Linked DNA regions of Mus musculus: region 1 is linked to region 2. A link is a contact called in public promoter capture Hi-C data. All regions are on one chromosome and are shown on one strand. The core of a region is the stretch at or near the end of the contact, and the rest is flanking DNA. Distances in the headings are between cores, read along the strand shown.

Evidence for each region. Promoter capture Hi-C pulls out the DNA fragments that hold promoters and counts their contacts.
Region 1: a contact with region 2 is called in a promoter capture Hi-C map of hippocampal neurons, with 3 times the contacts expected there. The contact joins the promoter of Chrm5 here to the enhancer-like site in region 2. A contact is called at or near these places in 6 of 39 promoter capture datasets (cranial neural crest, frontonasal cranial neural crest, hippocampal neurons and 3 more), 1 of 115 datasets of contacts at active chromatin or transcription factors (bone marrow-derived macrophages) and 3 of 9 other capture datasets (adipose tissue, liver and pancreatic islet).

Annotation. Positions count from the first base shown.
Region 1 is chr2:112,478,849-112,485,268 of GRCm38.p6, reverse strand. It overlaps Chrm5 (cholinergic receptor, muscarinic 5), which reads left to right and starts at 4,452. Exons shown (of 1, transcript NM_205783.2): 1 at 4,452-6,197. The coding sequence starts at 4,500. The coding sequence ends at 6,098.
Region 2 is chr2:112,289,860-112,296,129 of GRCm38.p6, reverse strand. All of the region lies in intron 1 of Slc12a6 (solute carrier family 12, member 6), which reads right to left. Among named protein-coding and RNA genes, the nearest start is that of Slc12a6, 27 kb to the right of the region's middle. Within about 2 kb of position 3,104, at least 2 of the 459 cell types and tissues checked have an H3K27ac peak or open chromatin away from gene starts, as enhancers often do. A contact at or near this core is called in hippocampal neurons, where this site is marked.

The DNA.
Region 1 (6,420 bases), core at 3,203-5,702, 190 kb before region 2:
ATATTCATGGAACTGTCGCCTGGAGCAGAGTTGACCAACTAGTAGCCATACCCTTAAAGAAACCCCTAGAAGACACTCCCCTAGAAGCCATCAGCTGTCAACAGCTCCTCAGTCAGGAGCAGGAGCTCCTGAGCCCCTCCCATCTCCAGGCTGGAATGCTGACTGGCCTGGTTTTGCACAGGTCCTAGGCAGGCAGCCACACTGCTGAGTTCATGAGTGCAGCGGTCTCACATGCTCAGGGAACACTGTTTTGGTCACACTTCAGCCTCACCACACCCACCTCTGGCTCTTAGACTCTTTTCACCCCTCCCAGTTTTACTTTTATAAAAGAGAATCCATTCAGTATGTAGTCATTTCCAAAATGTGGGCTTGCAACATAGTGTCACTTGTTGACATCTAAGCCTCGGTACAACCAGAATTCTCAGGATGAGACCTAGTGATCAGCTTGAGTAAATTTGCTAACTTTGATGAACATTCAGGTTGGACAATCACTATGATAAGGCAACATTTGGGCTTTCATATAAACCTCACAAGAGAGCTTCATAATTCCTAGTCCAAGACCATGGAGCTTATAGCTTCTCACTATTTAGAAAACAAATATTGTGATGGTCAATCTATCTATCTATCTATCTATCTATCTATCTATCTATCTATCTATCTATCTAATCTATCTATCTTTGTCCATTAAAATGGGTCTCGAGCTGGGCGGCAATGGCGCACGCCTTTAATCCCAGCACTCGGGAGGCAGAGGCAGGTGAATTTCTGAGTTCGAGGCCAGCATGGTCTACAAAGTGAGTTCCAGGACAGCCAGGGCTACACAGAGAAACCCTGTCTCGGAAAGAAAGAGAAAGAAAGAAAGAAAGAAAGAAAGAAAGAAAGAAAGAAAGAAAGAAAGAAAGAAAGAAGAAATGGGTCTCAGTATGTAGCCTTGACTGGCGGAGAGCCTCACTAGATAGACCAGGCTGGCTCTGAACTCACAGAGATCCACCTGACTCTATGTCCCAAGTGCTGGAATTAAAGTCATGCACCACCACGTCCTGGCTGTTTGTGACAGTTCTAAAACAAAGCGTTGACCCCCTACAAATATAAGTCTCGTACAACAAACACATCTTTCTGAATTTTCTGTAATCAGGCCAACTTTTAAAATAGTTCAGCTGCCTTCTTATACTTGGAGAGTATAAGAAGTGTGAAAAAGAAGAGTGGAAAACATTGGTAGGATTTCTTAGAAAGAAATCTGCTCTTTTTCCTTTTTCTTTTGAACCAGCATCTCAATAAATTGGCCTTTTCCTAACTCTGGAGTCCAGACAGGCCTTGAATTGTCCATCCTTCTATCTAAGCCTCCAGAGTACCTGAGCTCTTAGGCCTGCATCGCCAGGTCTGACGTTCCACTTGTTATGTATTTTAAACATCTGCATCTACTACTTAGGGGTACTCACAGGACACAGAGGGATTCTAGCAGTACCTATGCTGTAAGCCCCAAGTTCCTGCCCGTTTTATTCTAGAGGTGATAGAACGATCAAAGCCCATGAGGCTCTAATGGAATTTGTTAAAGAGCTTCAAGGGTTCAGGCTTAGAGAACTCAAAATTGATGGAGCCATCCCTAAAATATACACTGCAAATTTCTACTGCCCTCCACACTCTAAGCTGTTGACCAGGTTTTCTGTAACAGACATTATCAGAAGATAATTTCCAGCCCTGCCATCACTAAACACAGCAGCTGGGATCCGTACTCTTATACTCCATCTTCCCTTGGGATACTATTGTTGGACCTCAGTTCCAGTCCCAGGCAGTTACTTCTGTTGCCACGTTAGGCCCCATGCCAGCTCACTTATCTGGAGACCAGAAACTCTAGCATGTTCTCCCATGTATCAGTTTTACCTTCTAATGTGCCATTCTCATTAGCATGAAAATGTGGTTTATTTCCACTTTTCTTTAAAAATAAGAAAAGGCCAGGCTAGACAGATGGCTCAGCACTTAAAAAGCACTCGCAGCTCTGCATGAAGGCCAGGATTCAATTCCTAGCATTCACACGGTGGCTCACAACTGTCTGTAACTCCATTCCTAGGAGACGACTCCCACTTCTAGCCTCCAAAGGGCACTTCATGCCTGCACAAACATGGTGCACAGACATCCATGCACACATAACCACTCTCCTCCTCGTCCTCTTTCCCATGTCCACACAGCTTTCTGACCACCGCAGCCCCCAAACAATTTAACAAGATACATTCTGATCTCCTTGGAACTAAACCCAGGCTCAAGCATCAGTCCTAATCTTCCTAGATCAGTCAGCCTTGCTTGAAGCAGGGGATTGCTGTCTCCTCAAGACATTCTCCTCCTGTTGCTTACAGGAAAACATGTGTTCATTAGGAGTGCAAAGATGAATATAGAATCTTTGCTTTTACTTCTTTTGGAAAGAGTTTGCTGCCAAGGAATTCTGGACTTTGTGACTTTCCCATAAATCTATCTACAGCAGTATTTCCAAGGCTTTTTATGACATGGCACACATAGAAAAATAGTAAGTTTCCAGAAGTCTGAGAATACTGCATAAGACAGAAGGAAAAGGAGCCCCACCCTCACCCCAGAACTGGGAGGAAAACACTCTCTCTCTCTCTTCCTCTCTCTCTCTCTCTCTCTCTCTCTCTCTCCCTCCCTTTCTCTCTCCCTCTCTCTCTCCCTCTCTCTCTCTCTCTCCCTCCCTCCCTCCCTCTCTCTCTCTCTCTCTCTCTCTCTCACAAACACACACACACACACACACACACACACACACACACACACACACACACATCCAGTGACTCCCTGTCTAGTCCTCGAATTTAAACTGTCTCACCGGCTTTCCTGTCCTCAGCGACAGTGCAGCCATTTAATATCCTCAGGAATAGGCCTTTCTGTCCCTGAAGGCCCAACTTTCTTCCTGGATGGTTGATAAAGCCGAGTAATATTAAGCCTCTCAATTCATGTGCTGGCACATCTCTTTTATGCTCCAAGGCACTTAGCACACTAATAAGCACCATTTTTAAAGCCAGTCAGTTGAAATCCTGCTCCTAACATTATCGCTTCAGACACAATGAGAAGTCATCTCTTCAATGAAATGAACCTTGGACTGCACTTCTTCTTTATCAGTCAAAAGAAGTGAAATACAGGTCACTTAATAAGAGCTGCCTAAAACTTTGTTTCTTCACACATTCCTTCGACAGGAGTTCTGGAGTTCTTCCTGATATTTAACCCACTGTGAGCACTTGTGTTTTAAACCTACTGCTTCTGGTTGCTACATCTGGTGTTCATGTCCAGTTTATGTGTCCCAAATTCAAGTCTGTCACACTCACACTCACCTTCCCCCTCCCCCAACTCCACTTTTATCCCCCACCCAACCCCCATTCCTGCCCTCCACTCCTCCTTCTCCCTCCAACCTCCCCCTCCCTTCCTTTTAAGCAATTCTATTTTTTCTTTTCTTTCTCCCTTACCTTCTCAACCCCCCCCCCTTTTATAAAATTGCCACAAGAGGGCAGCAGTTTCACACATATGAAAGATGCTCAGGCATTGAGGGCTGTTTGAAAAAGCAAAAGGATTATACAGTTAAAAAAGGGCTGGTGGTCGCACACGCCTTTAATCCCAGCACTTGGGAGGCAGAGGGAGGCAGATTTCTGAGTTCAAGGCCAAGCCTGTTCTACAAAGTGAGTTACAGGACAGCCAGGGATATACAGAGAAACCCTGTCTCGAAAAACAAACAAACAAACAAACAAAAAAAAAACCAAACAAACAAAAAAGTAAAAGACACAAAGTTGGGTGGGTGGGTGGGTGGGTAAGGAGGGGTGGGTCTAGAAGGGGTTGGGGGAGTGAATATGATCAAAATACAACATATGGAATTCTCGAAGAACTAATACATTTTTAAAAGAATAGCCCTGATAAAAATGTTACTACTGATGGCCTAGCAATTTCTATGGATGAAGAATGGTTTCAGTGGGAGAAGCAGGGAATGAGAGAGGGCAATGAGACAGGAAGACAAAATTCATTTGTTATGTGTGTAAAAATGTCAGAATTTTTCATTGAAAAACATGTAATTGAATTTTTATAGTCAAAGTCCAAAATTCATTAGGCAGAAGAATTTTGCAATGATAAAAATTATATACATATATTACTATACTGTTATCCAATGCAATGATGTGTACAGATATATTTCTAGAATGTTATCCAAAATGTATTTTGCCTTCTACCTTATACTTACCTTAAGTATTTCAACACTATGAATAGTTTTGATAATTAATTTCTTCAGTGGGGAAAAAGGTTCAACAATTCAGCATCTTGTTCTACGTGCACTTCATAATTTTGTTAGCAATGATGAACCCTAAATGAAAAAGAAAACTATGCAGAAGTGTGTGTGATGAGCGGAACTGACCTGTTTGTGTTTCTTCCAGATACTGGCCAAGAAGAGGGGAGGTAGCTCCAAACAGAGAGTAGCGCCAAACCTTGGACCAAATCTGAGTGTAATTTCTTGAGCCAGGATGGAAGGGGAGTCTTATCACAATGAAACCACTGTCAACGGCACCCCAGTAAATCACCAGGCTTTGGAACGCCATGGACTGTGGGAAGTCATTACTATTGCAGCTGTGACCGCTGTGGTCAGTCTGATGACCATTGTCGGCAATGTCTTGGTCATGATCTCCTTCAAAGTCAACAGTCAGCTCAAGACAGTTAACAACTATTACCTGCTCAGCTTGGCCTGTGCAGACCTCATCATTGGCATCTTCTCCATGAACCTCTACACGACCTACATCCTCATGGGACGCTGGGTTCTCGGGAGTCTGGCCTGTGACCTTTGGCTTGCACTCGACTATGTAGCCAGCAACGCTTCTGTCATGAACCTTCTGGTGATTAGCTTTGATCGTTACTTTTCCATCACAAGACCACTGACATACCGAGCCAAGCGTACCCCAAAGAGGGCTGGCATCATGATCGGCTTGGCATGGCTGGTCTCCTTCATCCTCTGGGCGCCAGCCATCCTCTGCTGGCAGTACTTGGTCGGGAAGCGGACAGTACCACCTGATGAGTGCCAGATCCAGTTCCTCTCTGAGCCCACCATCACTTTTGGGACCGCCATTGCCGCTTTCTATATCCCTGTCTCCGTCATGACCATACTCTACTGCCGGATCTACCGGGAAACAGAGAAACGAACCAAGGACCTGGCTGACCTCCAAGGTTCCGATTCTGTGGCAGAAGTCAAGAAGAGAAAACCGGCTCACAGGACCCTGCTCAGATCTTTCTTTAGCTGCCCTAGACCCAGCCTGGCCCAGAGAGTACGGAACCAGGCCTCCTGGTCATCCTCCCGTAGAAGCACCTCAACAACGGGAAAGCCAACCCAGGCCACTGATCTAAGTGCTGACTGGGAAAAGGCTGAGCAGGTTACCAACTGTAGCAGCTGCCCCTCTTCAGAGGACGAAGCCAAGGCCACCACTGACCCTGTCTTTCAAGTGGTCTGCAAGAATGAGGCCAAGGAAAGCCCGGGGAAGGAATTCAATACCCAAGAGACCAAGGAAACGTTTGTGAGCCCTCGGACTGAAAACAATGACTATGACACTCCCAAGTACTTCCTGTCTCCAGGTGCTGCTCACAGACTCAAGAGTCAGAAGTGTGTTGCCTATAAGTTCCGATTGGTGGTAAAAGCTGACGGGACCCAGGAGACAAACAATGGCTGTCGTAAGGTGAAAATCATGCCCTGTTCCTTCCCAGTGTCCAAAGACCCTTCAACAAAAGGCCTGGATCCCCACCTCAGCCATCAAATGACCAAACGAAAGAGAATGGTCCTAGTCAAAGAGAGGAAAGCGGCGCAGACCTTGAGCGCCATTCTCCTGGCCTTCATCATCACATGGACTCCTTATAACATCATGGTCCTGGTTTCCACCTTCTGTGACAAGTGTGTCCCTGTCACCCTGTGGCACTTGGGTTACTGGCTGTGCTATGTCAACAGCACCATCAACCCCATCTGTTACGCTCTCTGCAACAGAACCTTCAGGAAGACCTTTAAGCTGCTGCTTCTCTGCCGGTGGAAAAAGAAAAAAGTAGAAGAGAAATTGTATTGGCAAGGCAACAGCAAGCTACCCTGAATCCTTAGCAACTCCTCTGGAAAGAACAATGATCACAGTCTGGTTTGCTTGTTAAAGGAATGTCATCTGCCATTCTGAGTCCCTGAAGGCTTGTCAAGGTGCAAGGTCTGTTGTCAAACAAAGAGTCACACATGCACCTGCCTGTGAGGTGAGTCTTGTCCATTACCAAGGCCACCCAATGCCTCTAGAATTTGCCAGTGAATCAGAGAGACAGACTCAGGGCCCTTCTCTGGAAGTACACTTGAGTCACCATGGACAATAACTTCAGGAATTGATCTGTGAAGAACAGCAGGGACCAGGTGGAAATCTTCCCCTGCTACAT
Region 2 (6,270 bases), core at 1,855-4,354:
ATTACATATGTAAAGTTAAAATTTTTTACTATGTATGTATCAACACAGTTTGCTTAGTAAACATACTTTGAATTTCCATGTTTAAAAAGTGGAAATGGAGGCTAGAGAGATGACTTAGTGGGGGTAAGAGTGATTGCTGCTCAATTATGAGGATGTGACTTCAAATCCCCAACACTCATGTAAAAAGATCATGGTGGCCATGTAGTCCTGTAACTAACCCATGTGCTATAGAAAACAAAGACTGGGAGGGTTGCTAAAGATTGCTGGCTCCAACCATAGTTCTATGTTCAGTAAGAGGCCTTTTTTTTTTTTTTTTTTTTGGTTTTTCAAGACAGGGTTTCTCTGTGTAGCCCTGGCTGTCCTGAAACTCACTTTGTAGACCAGGCTGGCCTCAAACTCAGAAACGTGCTTGCCTCTGCCTCCCGAGTGCTGGGATTAAAGGCGTGCGCCACCACGCCCACCTAAGAGACCTTCTCTTAATAGAAGAAAGTAGAGATGGACACCTGATATCCACTGGCCTCCATGTGCATGTACATTGCAACATTCACATACTCATGAGTGCATACTATATACATCACACACGCACACACTGAATAAGTGAATGGAATTGTAATCTCATTATGCATGACTTTTGAGGCTGCCCTCATGTTTCATCTGGCATAATGCCTTAGAGATTTATTCCATTTTTTGTACATTATGAACATTATTAGCTTCTTTACTACAAAATAAGATGCAATTCAAACATTTATGGTTTCAATGAGATTGGAAGAAAGGCAAGTGAGAGAAACTTAACCCTGGGTCCACCATGACTGGGAGGATGGGCCTCAGCCCAGGTGTTAAGCTATGAGGGCACTGCCTGCCTGGATGGATTGGTATTAATGTGAGAGCAGGCTTGTTATCACAAGGTGTTTGGTCCACTTGTTTCTTCTATTGCCCTCCCTTTAAACTGATACTTTTATCTTGGACTTTCCAGCTTCCAGAACCACGAACCAACTCATTTCTTTTACAGAGACTTAAATTTTAATGGGTGTGGGAGGGAGGAAGGAGGAGGAGGAACGGAGAGAACTCAGTGTCTGCTTCTGTCTCACAGGCCTCTGTTGGGGCCGGGAAGAAGCCTCTCTTCTCTGCTTAGAGATAGGAAGATCTCAGGGCCCTAGCTCTTCCTATCCCCTACAAAGATCTCAGGGATCTCTACAAGTCATGTTCTTTTTAGATCTTCCATTCTCAATATTATCTTGCGGCACTAAAGGCTCTCATGCAGCATTTGAGGAACAAATCAATCCTAAGCCATGTTTTCCTGAAAGAGCCTTGAGAGTCCATTGTCTTGCTCATTCCCAACAGTTCACTAGATCCAGGGTACTTCTGCTAAAGAGAAAGAGGAACAAGCTGGAATTAGGATTGGACAGACAGTGGAATATGCAAATACCCACCTTTGAGGTGGGATGGCATATAGCTATAATATCCATACTCAGTAGGCTGGGGTAGAATGATCTCAAGTTCAAGGCCAGCTTGGGCTACAAAACCAACAACTTTAAAAAAGGAAGATTTATTTATTTCATTTATGTGTATACACTGTCGCTGTCTTCAGACACATCAGAAGATGGCATCGGATTCCCATTACAGATGGTTTTAAGCCACCATGTCGTTGCTGGGAATTAAACTCAGGATCTCTGGAAGACAGTCAGTGCTCGTAACTGCTGAGCCATCTCTCCAACCCTCCAACAACTTTTAAAACCTAGAAAACTGTCATCTTTCTAGAACATGCTCAGAAATATAACATTCAGTAAAAGTGGTTCAGTTTATAGACTAATCCTACACACACTAAAATTTGGACAAATATATTTAAGAAACTTATCTTTTAACCAGATTTTAGAACATATTTTTCCTAGGAACTGTAAATGATCAAATAAAAACCCTAGTGTCCCTACTGAGTTGTCAATTATAGGAGCCCCAAGAGTACTCCCAAACAAGATCAGCTCCTGCCATTCCTTTTGGCTGCCCAGCAGAACTATACAAAAAGACACTATTGCTGAAGATAATACACCTTGGTTGCATGAATGGAGAAATCCAGGTGGAACTGACCTGGGACCTTTCTCTCTGCTGGCTAGCTTCCATAATCCCAGAAGGCACTATGCAGGCCATTCAGAGAAAGAACACCAACAGTCTCTGCAGTGATTTTAATATGCTTGGCCCAGACAGTGGCAGTGTTAGGAGCTGTGACCTTGTTGGAGGAAGTGTGTCACTTTGGGGTGGGCTTTGAGACCCTTCTCCTGGCTGCCTGGAAGCTAGTCTTCTGTTTGCCTTTGGAACAAGATGTAGAACTCTCAGCTCCTCTTGCCATGCTTCTTCTGTCTGATGATCATTGAACTGAACCTCAGAACCTGTTAGCCAACCCCAATTAAACGCCGTTCTTTATAAGAGTTGCCTTGGTCATGGTGTCCCTTCACAGCAGTGGAAACCCTAAGGCAGTCTCACCACCTGTAAACTGTGAACTACAAGGCCAACCTGTAAAGCAAGATATGCTCACTTGTACAAGAGTGACATTACTGTGAGGGGTTAACCAAGTGCTCTCTGACTGATATGGTGGCCTGTGACACAGGAGGGAATTCTGTCTGGTATTATACAGCCTGTCAAGAACCCCAAAGAGTAGAGATCGTGAGCCCGAGAGAGGAACTGCAAATTGTTTACGAGTTAGACTGACAAAGCATCAAAGTCCCTGAGAATAAGTAGTGGATGACTGTTCAGCACTAACCAAGACTTTTATACCATTCCCTGCGAGGCTCTGAGAGCTTCACAGAAGTAGGAGTAGAATTTAAGAGCTGGAAGACAGAGAAAAGGGACTACAACATGCCATCTTCTGGGAAACAGATAGATACCACAACCTCAAAATAGCTATGGATGCCTACACCGTGTCTGCAAAAGGATGGGTCTGTTAACAGGTATGGATGGAGGAAGGGCTTAGGGGACCACACCCCCCACTGATAAACTATTTGTTAATGATAGACACAGGGAAAAGGGGAGTCATTGCCTTCAGTTGTGTATCCATTGGTGATTCCACCAGGCTCTAAGGAATAGTTCCAAGGTAATGCTCGCACAGATGGCTCTTGCTAAATTTAGTGAGACACAAAATCAAATCAAAATTCAAGGACCTGGGAAAGGGACTGGGATAGATGAGAAAGGGTGTCAGAGATGGGAGAGGAATAACAGGATAGGGACAGTAATCACAAAACAGTGTAGTATGTATGTATGTATGTTTGTTTGTTTCTTTGTTTTGATTATGTTGCCCAAGTTGGCTTCTAACTCCTGGGTTCAATGATCCTTCTGCCTCAGCCTTTTAAGTTATTGGGTCTACTGACTGGTACCAATATATCCTTCTAAAGTACACATAAATGTCTCTGTGAAGTCTACATATTTATAAACTGTCTTGTTTTCAACTACTCCCTTGAATGCTAAGTTCAAAAAAAATTTCAAGAAATAAAGATATGTTAAGGAGAATTAGAAGCAAAGGATACTGACAAGAATGGATAAATATGCCGGGCGTGGTGGCACATGCCTTTAATACCAGCACTTGGGAGACAGAGGCCAGTCTGGTCTACAAAGTGAGTTCCAGGACAGTCAGGGCTATACAGAGAAACCCTGTCTCGAAAAACCAAACAATAAAATAAAATAAAAATAGAATGGATAAATATCAATATAATTATGCTGTATAAAAGAAGACAATAATACTCTATCATTCTATTCACATAAAACTCTCATAAATGCAAATAAGAGAATAGTGACAGAAAAAACCTAGCTGTTGTTTGCAAACCTGGGAATTAGCTAAAGTACATTATAAAGAGCACAGGAAATTTTTGTGGGAACTGAAAATGTTCATTATCTTGATTATGGTAACTGTTTTACAAGTATATGCATGTGTGCAAACTCATTAAATGGTACATTTATGTAGTGAATTTTATGTTACCTATACCTCAATGAAACATTAAAAAAAATAATGATTGAGGAAAATAGTTCCAACATTTTGTTTTAAAAGGTTGATATTTCTAAATACAAAGATCTAAAACAAAACAAAACAAAACAAAAACAGCAAGAGAGAAGAGATACTGGCAGGAAAGTCACTGTTTTTGCAGTTTGAAATTTCCTGCAATAGAAACTACTTTTCTAAAAATATTAAGACTATCACTCATCTTTCTGCAATTCATAATATAACTGAAGAAATAAGGTCAAATACAGTGGTGCGTTCCTATAGTCCCAGTACCTGGAGGCCTAAGCAGAAGGACCACAAGTTTGAAACTAGTCCTCTGCATGTCAATCAATCAAATGAAGTGCATAGGTTAAACCACAAGCAACTGCAAGTTGAGACATAGAGTTGGTATGTCTGAGTACTGACAGATATTGATAAACGGAGTAATCAAAGCCAGGGACAATCAGTCATGCCAGCCCACAGGAAATGGAGACGGACCAGACCTGGAGTAAATGGAGGAGTTCAATGTGGTTGTGTGTAATTTTTTATGGTATGCAGAAAATGAAAACAGAAGTTCAGATAAAAAGCTATCCGGAGTATAAGCAAGGAGTTGGGAGAAAGACAATGATGGCTTCTTAGGCTCTTGCTCCAGAGCTGACATTTCTAACACTAATATTAGGATCTTTTTCCACAAGATGTTCCGCTGCAGTAAGAAGAACACAGGAAGTAAATAAGGGAACCCAACCCACCTTATATACAGGGCTTACTGGATTAAAATAATTTTATCTATGTGTTTATGTGCCATATGCAATTTCTACCATGTATATGTTACACCTATATGAAAATTTTCCTTTAAATGGGATTTTTTTATTGTTATTTTACTTAAGTAAAAAACACCTAGTATAATTTCGGCACTACATGTAGGTTTCTCTTGCTTTTTTTTTTTTTCTTTTTTTAAACAGGTGTCACTCTGTAGCTCAGGCTGGCCCTGAACTTGTTCTAATGATCCCCCTGCTAGATATTGCAGCACCAGCCAACATACCCAGCTTCTAACATTTTAAAGTAATTCTAAAAGTTAATTATTTTACATTGTCTACATCCTAGCACTAACCCTTAGTCTTGAAGTATCCATCTCACAGGTAAGGATGCGCCTTCCTATATATATGACAGGTAGAGAGATACTCTGGGACAGTCTGATTAAGCCAAGCTTCCTGCTTCTTCAGCTGTCTCAATTTTTGGCACACTTTAGAAAAATACAGTATACTTGGAAATAGTCCATACCAAATAAAAGAGCAATACAGCACACACAAAGTTTGACAAGGAATAAATTTTCATCAAATTCTGAGGAATTCATATTTACAAAAGAAAGAAAGCCTCAGGATTAGTAATTAAGAGAATACAGATGCCTAGTAGTATAAGAGTTTTTTAAAGTGTTTATTATCATTACAAGTGTATGTATATCTATATATAAAACACACACACATATGTAAGAATGGAGAAAAGGGACACGGAAAGGTTTGGAGAAAAGGGAAAGGGGAAATGATGTAATTCTATTTTAATTTATATTAAATAAAAATTTTAAAGCATGTTTAAAAAGTACAGGACTGCAGTGCCGGGGAGGAAAGGCTGTGCTATGCACAGATTCTCCACCTGAGTCTGTACACTGATGTAACCCAGATTTCCTGGCACCTCACTTTTCTGATCCACCATGGTCCAGTGGTTGCTGTGGGCAAGAAGTCAACACTGTTAGATGCCTGGGTTAACCCTGCCTCAGCTACTCACCTAGCACTGCCTAGCAATGGCAACTGCTATTATTACTATAATGCTGATAACATTTTGTATGTAAAATATCTTCCTCTTTCAATATGCCAAAACCAAAAGATACTAGTTTCTTTAGAGGTTACCACCTGATAACCTTTCTCTGCATGTCCAAATTTGGACTGAAATCTGAAACTCTTTCAAATCTTCAATTTCATGGTGAACTTGGATATACTGCATAAGTTTTAGAAAGTTGTATCATGGTGATAGAGAGGTGGCTCAGCGGTTCCAGAGGCCATGAGTTCAATTCTCAGCAACCACATGGTGGCTCTCAACCATCTGATACTCTCTTCTAATGTGTCTGAAGACAGACAGCTACAGTATACTTGTATAAAAATAAATAAATCTTTTTAAAAAAAAGTATCATATGCTAAATTATACATAATATATTCCTTACTACCAACTAAATATTGAGTATAGAATATAAAAGTAATAAGCAATATTTAAAATCAAATGAGGACATTGGGGGCTTTTAATTTTTGAGACAGGGT